Regions from separate parts of the Mus musculus genome. Here all the other regions are linked to region 2. A link is a contact called in public HiChIP or PLAC-seq data. All regions are on one chromosome and are shown on one strand. Each heading gives the region's core, a stretch centred on a gene start, on an enhancer-like site or on the middle of the called end of the contact. The rest is flanking DNA. Distances are from core to core; before and after follow the strand shown.

Region 1 (3,332 bases), core at 12-2,511, 410 kb before region 2:
AGCATCGGATGCATTGTCCCTTCAGGCGTTCTCAACTCCTCTTAACCTTTGATGCATTACTCTTTAGCTTGAGTCTCTGTCTTCTTAATGCATGCCTCTGCCTTGCAGAATTCTCACACTGTTTTCTGAATCCACTGTATCTCTTCCCTATCTCTCTGTCATTTTTCATTATGTTCCTCCCACTTTGGGGACAAGTTTGTGTGTGTGTGTGAGTGTGTGTGTGTGTGTGTGAGTGTGTGTGTGTGAGTGTGTGTGTGTGTGTGTGTGAGTGTGTGTGTGTGTGTGTGTGTGTGTGAGTGTGTGTGTGTGTGTGTGTGTGTGTGTGAGTGTGTGTGTGTGTGTGTGAGTGTGTGTGTGTGTGTGTGTGCGTGTGTGTGTGTGTGTGTGTGTGTGTGTGTGTGTGTGTGCGCGCGCTTGGATTTGTTTTCTCCTGAAATCCATCCTAATGTTTAAAGCCGACTCTCTCTCCATCTTTCAAGTTTTTAACTCAGAAAGATGGATATTCTCTTGTAGTTTATATCTCTGAGTGGAACAACAACCCCCCCACACACACACACAAACATACACAGCTCTATCAACTACAACATCATATATGTGCTTGTGGTTTGAGTATCTTTGAAATTTCTAAATTTTATTTACCAAAATCAGCATTGTATGGAGCTAATATTGACAACTAACTTTTAGCTGGAAAAGGAAAAGATTTGGGGAATATTAAAATAATTCTGTGTGAACAGAAAAGTTCAACTTATAAAGACAAATCATCATTTGGAAGTGAATTGGGGTTAATTTCTGACTTAATATCATATATTAATATAATGCCATTTTTAAAGATACATGAGCTTGTACTTTGCTTAAAATACTTAATAAGGGATATTTTCCAATCCTCAAATGCAATTAAAACCACACATGTGTTATTGATCTAACTATTTATAGGAAACTTGACTGATGTACTATGGAGGCTATATAAAAATTACAATTTGAGATTCAAGCAAGACCCATAATGAAAGTGACTAAAATCATCACAAAAATTAAGCCTACATTTCTCCTTCTTTGAAATCCAAAGTATATATCAGTGCGTGTGTTGAATGTAGATGTTTGAGGAGTTTCATATTTACCAGTGAACCGACTCAAGACAGTCTTGAAGAAATTGGTAGGCCGATCTCTTCTGCAGCTGCCTCCTGACATTTCCTAAGCTGTTCTCACAGCTGCATGGTGAAATGCTGCAGGACTCATGGGCAGCACAGCTGTGCTTCCAGACACAGCTGGGCCTCTGGGGGGGAAAGATGGGGTGGAGCCCTGGTTAGCAAATGCCACCCACTCTTATAGGCCCAGGCTAATGTGATTCGTATGAGGTTAGTAGCAAAGAACATAAATGTAAATAGTTGCAGTATAAGCTTCCTTCTGACTTCACAATGAAGAACCGAGTCCACTTTCTCTCTTTCCCTCACAATACACACCACATACTTATACATGTACACAGGCATGCCCGCGCACATGCTCACACACACACACACACACACACACACACGCTCTGTTTTGTTCTGTTTCTTTGTGGAGTTAATCTCACTGGCTTATCACTTGAAATGACACTAGTTTGAATCTGCATTGACCCCGAAGGGAGCTTTACACATTGATCAGCCATACCAAAAAGGAATCAGAAGAAAGGAAAAAGAAAAGAAACCCAACATTTCCATGCTTGTAACCAAGAAAACACAGACTAAAATTATATGGAGAGTACAACTACTTAACCTAGAAACAACTGGATAAGATAGGTACTGAATCAACATCCATCACACAGAATATCCATTGCATGGTTGTAAAGAGACATTTTCAAATCACTGTTAAAATGTTTTGTATACAGTACAGTATTCTGTAAAATATATCTTCCAAATTTATTTGTCTATTTTTAACAAACTTATTTAAGTTAAACTTTCAGTTCATAGCTATGGTGTTGTTAGTATAAAAATCAGATTCACTCTCCTTGATAGTTTAAAACATAAGCAATAATGCTTTCAGGCTTAATTTATTCTGAAGTTGAACTCTTTAAAAGTAACAAGATACTAGTGTTTAGCTTACTGTCATGTTTCTTTCGTGAGAGAATCGTAAATACACTATAACTTTTAACTATTTTTTTAACAAAATATATTTGATGTGGTGCCCTTAAATGTTATCTAATATATGGATAAGACTATGTGTATAAGCAACATAGCAAATACTGAAAACAAGATGAGACAGTGCATTAGTATAAATTGAAGACAAAGCAAAATAATGTTTGCCTTTTTATGATAATTATTTCCCCTAGTTCCTTACAGTGTCGTTCGGGCTTGCCTTCAGCTGGCGTCATGACAGTCACTTGATTTATCTTTCTATCCTTTGTACTAAAGCTTCAGTTGGTTTTTATTTGAGGAGAATGAACAGTTCTTGGTAGGAAGCTGGGTTTATCAACCTCAGAAGAGGTCAGAATCTATCTATCCATCTTTGCATTGAATTCTGCAGGGACGTTTGGTTTAAAAAATCAAATCACTTTAAAAACACACTGACAGTAAGTAGCAAAATATTCAGTCACACACACACAGAGAGAGAGAGAGAGAGAGAGAGATAGAGATAGATAGATAGATAGATAGATAGAGAGAGAGAGAGAGAGAGAGAGAGAGAGATAGAGAGATTCAGTTAGCAGTTCCTACATTTTATATGTCTCAATTGACATTAGCATTTTTCTCTCTTCTGTACACACATTTAGGTAATGTTGTCATTATGAGTTCATCAGCTATTCCATTAACAAAAATATTCTCTTTCCTGCTTTTTCCTGGCACACGCTTTCTTCCTCTCCCTTCCCACATATATCTTCTTCCAGTAACTAATCTCAACAGCCCTGGCAGTAAGAATACGAAGTGCTTAGTGTAAGCTCTGACAGAAAGATGGAAGCATGCGTGGCCGTCATTTTGCTCTAAAGCACAGAATTAAAGGCATGCTTCACTCTTTCCTTTAAATGTCTGTACTTATTAAATTTTCTTTATAGATATCTATCTGTACTACAAATAACCATGATCCTACACAATAGAATGCAGATGCGACTTGAAGAGTGCATTCTATAACTTCAGCAGCAACTTAATTAGCAGAGTGCTCTGTGGTTAGGGACCCTCTGGGGAATGAGACTTTGACACACTGGAAATAAGCACCCTGGGCTTTATCCCACTCTCACTGATGGGGATAAAAATGGTGATTATGACGCGGGCAGAAGGAAAAGGAGATGTGTATACCCAGATCTCCATTTAGAATACAAGAAAAGAAAGCATTTCCAACCAACATTCTTCCCACTAATGCCTGGACAA
Region 2 (3,588 bases), core at 877-3,376:
AAAGCCATGAGCCAGCACAAACAGGACAGATGAAAGTGTGGGAGAGAAGAAACATGAGAAGGACAAAGAAGAAAGGGTGTAGCACTGTTATTCTGTTACGGATGACACATATAAGGAAGTCCGGAGGAATTTGCTTATTAATACTCTACCCTACCTGAGGTAGGGCTCCAGACACATCCATCTTGGTTAGCTCCAAATTAGAAGAGCAAACATGAACGAAGCGCTTAAGCACTGACTGTAAGGTGGACCTGAATTGTGATTGGGGTCTAAAGCTTATCGACAGATATGGGACTCTACTGTATCCTGTTGCCCCAAGAGCAGGTAAAATCAGACCAGAATTCACCTTCTCTGGGATTACGAAGCAGGAAAAAAAACCATTAATGATTTCATGAGTGTCATGCACTTAGGAAGGTATCCAGGGAAGGAAGGAGCGGCTCAACCTGGGAAGAAGAAACCTTACCTGTTTGACCTTAGTAATGGCATAGCTATTTGTTTGGAGAAAGGATTTGCTGTTGAAGATAGCTATGCTACAAGAGCCTGGGTCTCACCCTTTTCTTTTCTCCACCCTCTCCCTCCCCCATCCCTCTACTGCCGCTGCCCCCCACCCCCCAGTTAAGGAAGTCACTCCAACTCTTTCCCTAAATAGTCCCTACCTCAGGTCCCTGCCCCTAGCCCTCCCCTTGTCAGCTGTCCATAAGACACTAGAGTAGACTGCAATCGCTCTGTATGAGGTACATAGGCAGGAAGACAACAGGTCAGAGAAGGAAAAAGGCTGCAGTCTCTTCCCTGGAGGATCTCAAAGTCCACCCCAGGAGGCAAACCCATAAAACAATAACAATACAATATGCCAAATACCATAATGGAAACTGTCTATGCTTGGTGCTACAAGATAATGGGAATGACTGATGTTTCAAAGAAGTACTGGGAGTGTACGGGGGGGGGGGGGAGGAGGGCAGAGATTCAGGGAAAGAAGGTTTGTGCAACATTAAGGCAAAATGAAAGGACATACATTATGTTGGGGACATGGCAAGTGTCTGGCTGGAAGCAGAGAATAGGGCCAATTCAGGAGATAACAATAAAAAGACAGGCTGGGTTGTTTAACAAGGAGCATAGACTAAAACACAAAGGAGTGTATCAGACTTCATGTCACAGGCAAAGGGAGTCATTAACGTTTGCAGGAAGGAGATAGCAAACAGATTTTATTATAGAAAACGATGAAAAGATTATAGAAGGAAAATGGTAATTCTAAGAATTTAACTAGAAGGTAGACACCCTCCAGTTCTTCCTAAGCAGTCAGTGTGATCTTGTGCTTTAATTATATGGATATCATTTGCAAGCCATTATACCTGCCTGCGTGTCTCAAACCCACACCTAAAATATTCAAATATTTAAATTTTCTAATTTACAAGCTCATCCTGCAAAATCCCTTTCTCCTTAACGGAAAAATTTATACTTCCCTCGCCTCTGCGCAGCATTTGTTTTTACGTGATTCAAAAGCACTTGCTAAACAGCATGTGTAGTCACCACCCTGCGGGGCCTTTGGTCTACATGGTGTTTTCTAAGTGTATTCCACAGGCTCTAACCGCCCTGTCCTCAGGACTGCTGGAGAGCGAGAAGGTCAGCTGGGTGAGTGTTTGCACAGGCGTATTTAAAACGCACGGCTCTGCTTTCCTTTTGGCTGCAGGTCGCGGGGCTATGACTTCCTATCTTAGGCTAATCAGGACTTGGGTGCCACGCTGACACCGGCGGGTATATTTCTTACCCGTAATTCAATGTGGAAGCTTGAGTCCCTGAAACTGCAGCAGCTTGCAGAGGATATTCCTAGACTCTAGCAGCATTCTTTCGAACATCTGTAGCGTGGGTATGAATGAAGGGCTTCCATGTGCAGGTTCCGATCACTTATGTTGTATGATTTGTGGACTACAGGCCACTAAATGTTTTTAATACTTCTATACAATCCAATAAAGGAAAAAGAAAAAAAAGCAGGGGTTTTGTAACCTTGGAACTGGCCTAAATTGGCCATTATTGCATTTGTTGCACAGAAATCTAAGTGGAATGGTGCCTGGTATCATTCTCAAGGGTTGGCTCTCAGCTTGGTGGAGGGCACTCTAATCAGCTGCTGAAATCTAAACTGATTACTTGTGAAGTGTCAACAGATGTACAAGCGCCCCACCACCACTTCCACCCCACTCCCGCCCCTTGCCGAAACAGAAACATGTATATATTTTGCATCAACAAGCTGAAGGAATACAACTCAGAAGTGGAGAGGAAAAAAACAAAAAAAACCTCAGTCTCATTAAATTCAGTGGGAAAATATTATACATATTATTATAACACTTCAAACAAAAAGATAGAAAAAGAAAAAATGAAAAACAGGTATAGGAAGTGTGGAGGGGAGGAAAAAGGGTTTTTTTATTATTATTACAAAAAAATTACACGGGCGATATACACTTATATTTTAAATATTTATTTTTTTCTTACGAAAGACATATGACACCTCTAATATTGAACTTTAAAAACAGAGTCTTGTCATGTTCCACCATCTCCTGCTGCAAAGCCAGGGCCACTGGCTGATGCAGGCTGGAGCCTCCAGCTACTGCCCCAATCAGTTTCGCTCCCATTCCCCACATATCAATCTGCTTGATGAAGTTTCCCAAGCCTGCCCTCCTGGTGATTTAGATCTGAGTCACCGGCGGGCACCTCCCTAGAGGATTCTGATTCAGAGCACCTGGGGTGAGGTCTGGAAAGCTTGGCTTTAAAAGCCATCCTGGACAGTTCTCATGATCCAGCAAGGCTGGCAAACGGGGCCTTGGTGACATAATTACTGTTAAATGCTTTGGCTGTGAGGATAACTGTTTTCCCCAAATTCCATAATTTCTTTGTGACGGGAGGTCTCCAGGATACCATCTGACTTTACACATGCATCCTTAACGAGTCTGTCACGGTGTAACTAAATGGGCTAATGGTACCCCTTACATGAGTAGCTAATAATTTCCCAGCCAGTCAATCTCCAAAGAAAATAATTCTCCAAACTAAAGCAAAAATATACCTAACAAAATTTAGCCTGGCTAATCAAAAAACAAACAAACAAAAACAATTTGCCACTGGTGACCTGGAAGATGGTATCTGCAGTTAGGGCCAGCTCCTCCTGAAATGTTCACATAGACAGAGCCAGCTAATTTCCCTGGTAAATGCGAGTGAGTCAGCATCCCAACAATGATTTAGACTGCGAAGGTGAGCGCACTAAAATCTGTGCTGGGTCCCAGCACAATTCTATATGGAATTACAACAGTAAATCCAGTAAGGGACCAGGAAAACTGCCACTCAGGCAAGAGAGGAAGACAGAGTTGTAAGCCAATTCAGACACTGCCAGTATCCTCACAGGAATAAAGGCCAGGGACTGGAAGCACTTTTAGAAATTTGGTATTATCGGTTTTCACCTGGAAATCTCTCCTAAGAAATGTCGGCCTGGAAAACTGTAGCCAGTATCCACAAACTATGCTGAATGAAGCCTTCAGAGATGATTTCATGAGCTTTGTAGCATGTCTCCATATTTCTCTCCCTTCGTTTGGTAGGGGGGGGGGGTGG
Region 3 (3,463 bases), core at 598-3,097, 320 kb before region 2:
TGTCGGGTCAAACACCTTAACTTGTTTTATAGAGTCGCTGCCTAATATTCTTCAGCTCCTGTATAATTTTCCTTACATTATGCTTGCAGGCGATATTAATTTACATGGGTTAAAAAGGGTCATTAGTTTATTACTTAGTATCTATGTGGCCTTTAGCAAAGAGAAAGCATTATGCAAGTGCCAAGTGACAGTCCACCAGGTCCCGGAGTTTTAAGGTTTTCTCGATTCTTCTTTCATGGTCAGATACGTTGTGTATCTACATTCATGGTGCTCATTAGTGTAAGGTTCCTTTCCTTAATGCGCATGTTTATTCAACAATATGTTAAACATTTTTATATTCAAGTTTCATATATGCTCTGAGTATACATCATGCTGGGTAAAACATAGACAAAGAAGGGAAGCAATGCATGCAGATATCTTTGAGTGCCATAATCATAGAATTACATAAATAGTCACAATTAGTTAATAGGTAGGCCAAGTACCAAGGTAGAAGGTAATGTTGCTGTACTTGGAAGCTTACATCAACTCAAACTAACTCCAGTGCTGTTTTAAAGTGACATATATGCATTAGCTAATCTAACATCTGAGCCCATAAAATGTAAATATAGGTTACTCAATGCATTGCTAAATCACAAAGAAAAAACCTAGGAACCCTATGGTGTCTTTGAAAATGAAATTGTAATTATTAGTCATAATTTTTGTGTGTTGCAAAGAAAAGCAATGGGGGGGGGGGAACTTTGTGTTAGCTAGTCTTCCCTGTTACTGTGACCAAACACATGATGGAAGCAATTTAAGAAGGGAAGTATTTATTCCAGTTCACAGTTTGAGGGAGTGCAGAAGCCTCCCTCCATTTAGAACGTACAGCCTTCTTCAGTAGACGTGCCATGTTTCTGGCATCTCCTGTCTCCTGGGGTCTCTACTGATGCTTAGTATTCACCTTCACAAGCCATTTGGGAGCTTTGCGAAGAGCTCTGACCCTGATACACAGGGCCTAGCCTTAGCACCTTGCTGGAACCTAGCTGCAAGCCCCCACCCTTCTCTCATTCCAGTATCTACCAAACCTGCACCACATGGAAGCCATCAGCATTTGGGCATGACTCAAAATGCAGCCTGGCTCCCTTGAACTAAACTGCAGTTGCCAATGAGTGCTGGCCTAGCTGAACTGAAGTAGGTGGCCTTCTCCTCTAGGATGTCCTAAGGTTCTCCTTTTGAGGACTCTTTAAATGAAAGGTTACAACCCCAGGTGTGATTGCTTACCTATACCTGTAATTCCAGGATCTGGGAAGCTGAGGAAGAAGGAATTTCATGATAAGTACTATACTAGCTTGAGCCACAAGAAAATAAAGCCCATTCTTTTAAAAAAAAATGTTCTTTGTTAATTTCACATTATACACTCCAATCCCATTCATCTGCCCTCTACCCTTGCAACCTTCCAAACAAAAGAGAATAAAATATAGAAAAAGAAAACAAAGTAAAACAAAACAAAATAAATCTCCATGTGGAACTCTCTAGTGCAACACACTTTCTTCCACATATCTCTACATGCAAATGTTCATTTCGGAGAGTCATTGGCCTGGTTCAAGGCCTCTTGCTTGTGCTATACTATCAATACTGGATTCTCACAGGAGCTCCTCTAGGTAATCCTGTTGTTTCCCTGTGACCTGGAGATTCCTCAGCTTTGGATCTGCAGGACTGCCTTCATGCACTACAGCCATTCATAGATAGGGTAGATGTTGGAAAGGGTCAACTGAAAACCCTGGATCTGGGCCTGCGTGGTAGCCGAGCTGGTCAGCTAGACAGCTCTCCTGTACCAACACCACCAGGGCACACACACTCCAACACTGCTCTAGCTAGCTGATCCAGTGCCTCAGCCAGCAAAAGGTCAGGGTGGCTTTTCTACTCCTGTGTCCTAGGGCCAGCTTACCCAATCCCAAGCCACCAATGCCACCTCTACTATGCTGCCCAAGCAAGGGCCTGCTCTCTGAAGTGCTGCAGCTGGTGATGAACATGGTCAAAAAGCCAAAATAAAAGCAAAAACAAAGCAGGAACTGGAGAGATGGTTCAGTAGTTAAGAGCACTTACTACTCTTGCTGAAGATCTAGGTTGGATACCTAGTACCCACAAGGTAGTTCACAACTGCCTGAGATTCCAGTACCTGGTGATCCTATACCCTGTTCTGGCCTCCAAAGGCACAGCATGCACAAAGTATACTTACAAGAAAATAAAATAAATAAATCTAAAAACAGAAATTAAAAAGGGGTTGAAGTTACTATACCCTGGAGCTTCTGGAAGCTTCCTATGATCTTGCCCTCACCTTCCTCATTCTTATAGGAAAAAAGTATGTGGCTTCTCTTTAACTTCACTAACCCCTTTAACAATTATGGATACTTTGCCCACACATACCTACCACAACTCTAAACTCACTCTTTCCTACTCTGGCTTGCTCAATTTTCACATCTTCTCTGAATTTATCCCATAGATCTCTGTAATAGGAGTGAGTAATATCCATGCCGTAGCCTAAAAGTTAACTTGCTTTGACATGTCCTCCACCTGTTAATCAATCCAATCCTTCTAGATTTGGCCTTCCTCAATCTTTCAGGACGAAGGCAGGATATAACAAGGACAGCTTCTAATCCAATCTCCAATAGAGTCCTTGTTCTCCTTGGAAGCTCCCTGAGTCAGGACTCTGCTGTCTGCCTTCCTTCTGGATTCAGGTCTTTCAAACTTCTACCAAAATGGCCCATTGAGCTCTGCTTAAAAGTGTTAAAGTTTCTTTCTAGCCCGTGATTCCAGGGCTTTCCAGATTATGTATCCAATCCAATTTCCTTGTGTGGGGGAGGGGGGGTATGTGCACATGTGCATGTGCAAGTGCATGTCTGTGTATAGAGTCTAGAAGACAACCACTATCATTCACCTTTAAAACTGTTTGTGTGTAATGTTGTTTCTATGTGCAGTGTGTAAACATATGTCCATGTGTTTGTGAAGGCTCAAGATTGACAGCAGTTATTTTTCTCAGTAGTTCTCTCTCTAAATGTGAAGTTCATCAATTTGGCTAAGCTGGCTGGTTCATGAGCTTACACTTATAACTGCCCAGTGAAGTTTCAGGACTAGGGTTACAAATACATGCTGCCATTCCTAGCTTTTCCATAGGTGTTGAACCTATAAACTCAAATGAGCATGCTTTTAAGGGCAGACATTTTACAAATTGAGTCATCTCTCTAGCCCCACAACTTGAATTTTAGAGCATGCCCTCAATGTTCTAGATCTCACTGAGTAAGCTCAGCTAGCTGCCCCTGCCCGCAGCCCCAGGGATTCACAATGACTCTACCACTGATCCCACGTTCCCTATACATTATTTTTCTTACCTCTGTGACTAAATACACAGCAAGGAACTTAAGGGGGGAGGATGTATTTGGATCATTGAAGACAAGCTCCATAATGAGAGAGAAGGCAAGAGGTAGGA

Evidence for each region. HiChIP or PLAC-seq counts read pairs in DNA pulled down with a chosen protein or histone mark.
Region 1: an H3K27ac HiChIP or PLAC-seq map of T-cell acute lymphoblastic leukemia shows a contact between it and region 2, with 4 times the contacts expected there. The contact joins two enhancer-like sites. A contact is called at or near these places in 1 of 484 Hi-C or Micro-C datasets (muscle stem cells) and 1 of 115 datasets of contacts at active chromatin or transcription factors (T-cell acute lymphoblastic leukemia).
Region 3: an H3K4me3 HiChIP or PLAC-seq map of the SCID.adh cell line shows a contact between it and region 2, with 10 read pairs. The contact joins two enhancer-like sites. A contact is called at or near these places in 2 of 484 Hi-C or Micro-C datasets (both in the G1E-ER4 cell line) and 3 of 115 datasets of contacts at active chromatin or transcription factors (DN3 thymocytes, the SCID.adh cell line and embryonic basal ganglia).

Annotation. Positions count from the first base shown.
Region 1 is chr1:69,246,635-69,249,966 of GRCm38.p6, forward strand. No RefSeq gene overlaps it. Among named protein-coding and RNA genes, the nearest start is that of Erbb4, 140 kb to the left of the region's middle. Within about 2 kb of position 1,262, at least 8 of the 459 cell types and tissues checked have an H3K27ac peak or open chromatin away from gene starts, as enhancers often do. A contact at or near this core is called in T-cell acute lymphoblastic leukemia, where this site is marked.
Region 2 is chr1:69,655,510-69,659,097 of GRCm38.p6, forward strand. All of the region lies in intron 3 of Ikzf2 (IKAROS family zinc finger 2), which reads right to left. Among named protein-coding and RNA genes, the nearest start is that of Ikzf2, 29 kb to the right of the region's middle. Within about 2 kb of position 2,127, at least 59 of the 459 cell types and tissues checked have an H3K27ac peak or open chromatin away from gene starts, as enhancers often do. A contact at or near this core is called in the G1E-ER4 cell line, the SCID.adh cell line and T-cell acute lymphoblastic leukemia, where this site is marked.
Region 3 is chr1:69,334,769-69,338,231 of GRCm38.p6, forward strand. No RefSeq gene overlaps it. Among named protein-coding and RNA genes, the nearest start is that of Gm28497, 95 kb to the right of the region's middle. Within about 2 kb of position 1,848, at least 2 of the 459 cell types and tissues checked have an H3K27ac peak or open chromatin away from gene starts, as enhancers often do. A contact at or near this core is called in the G1E-ER4 cell line and the SCID.adh cell line, where this site is marked.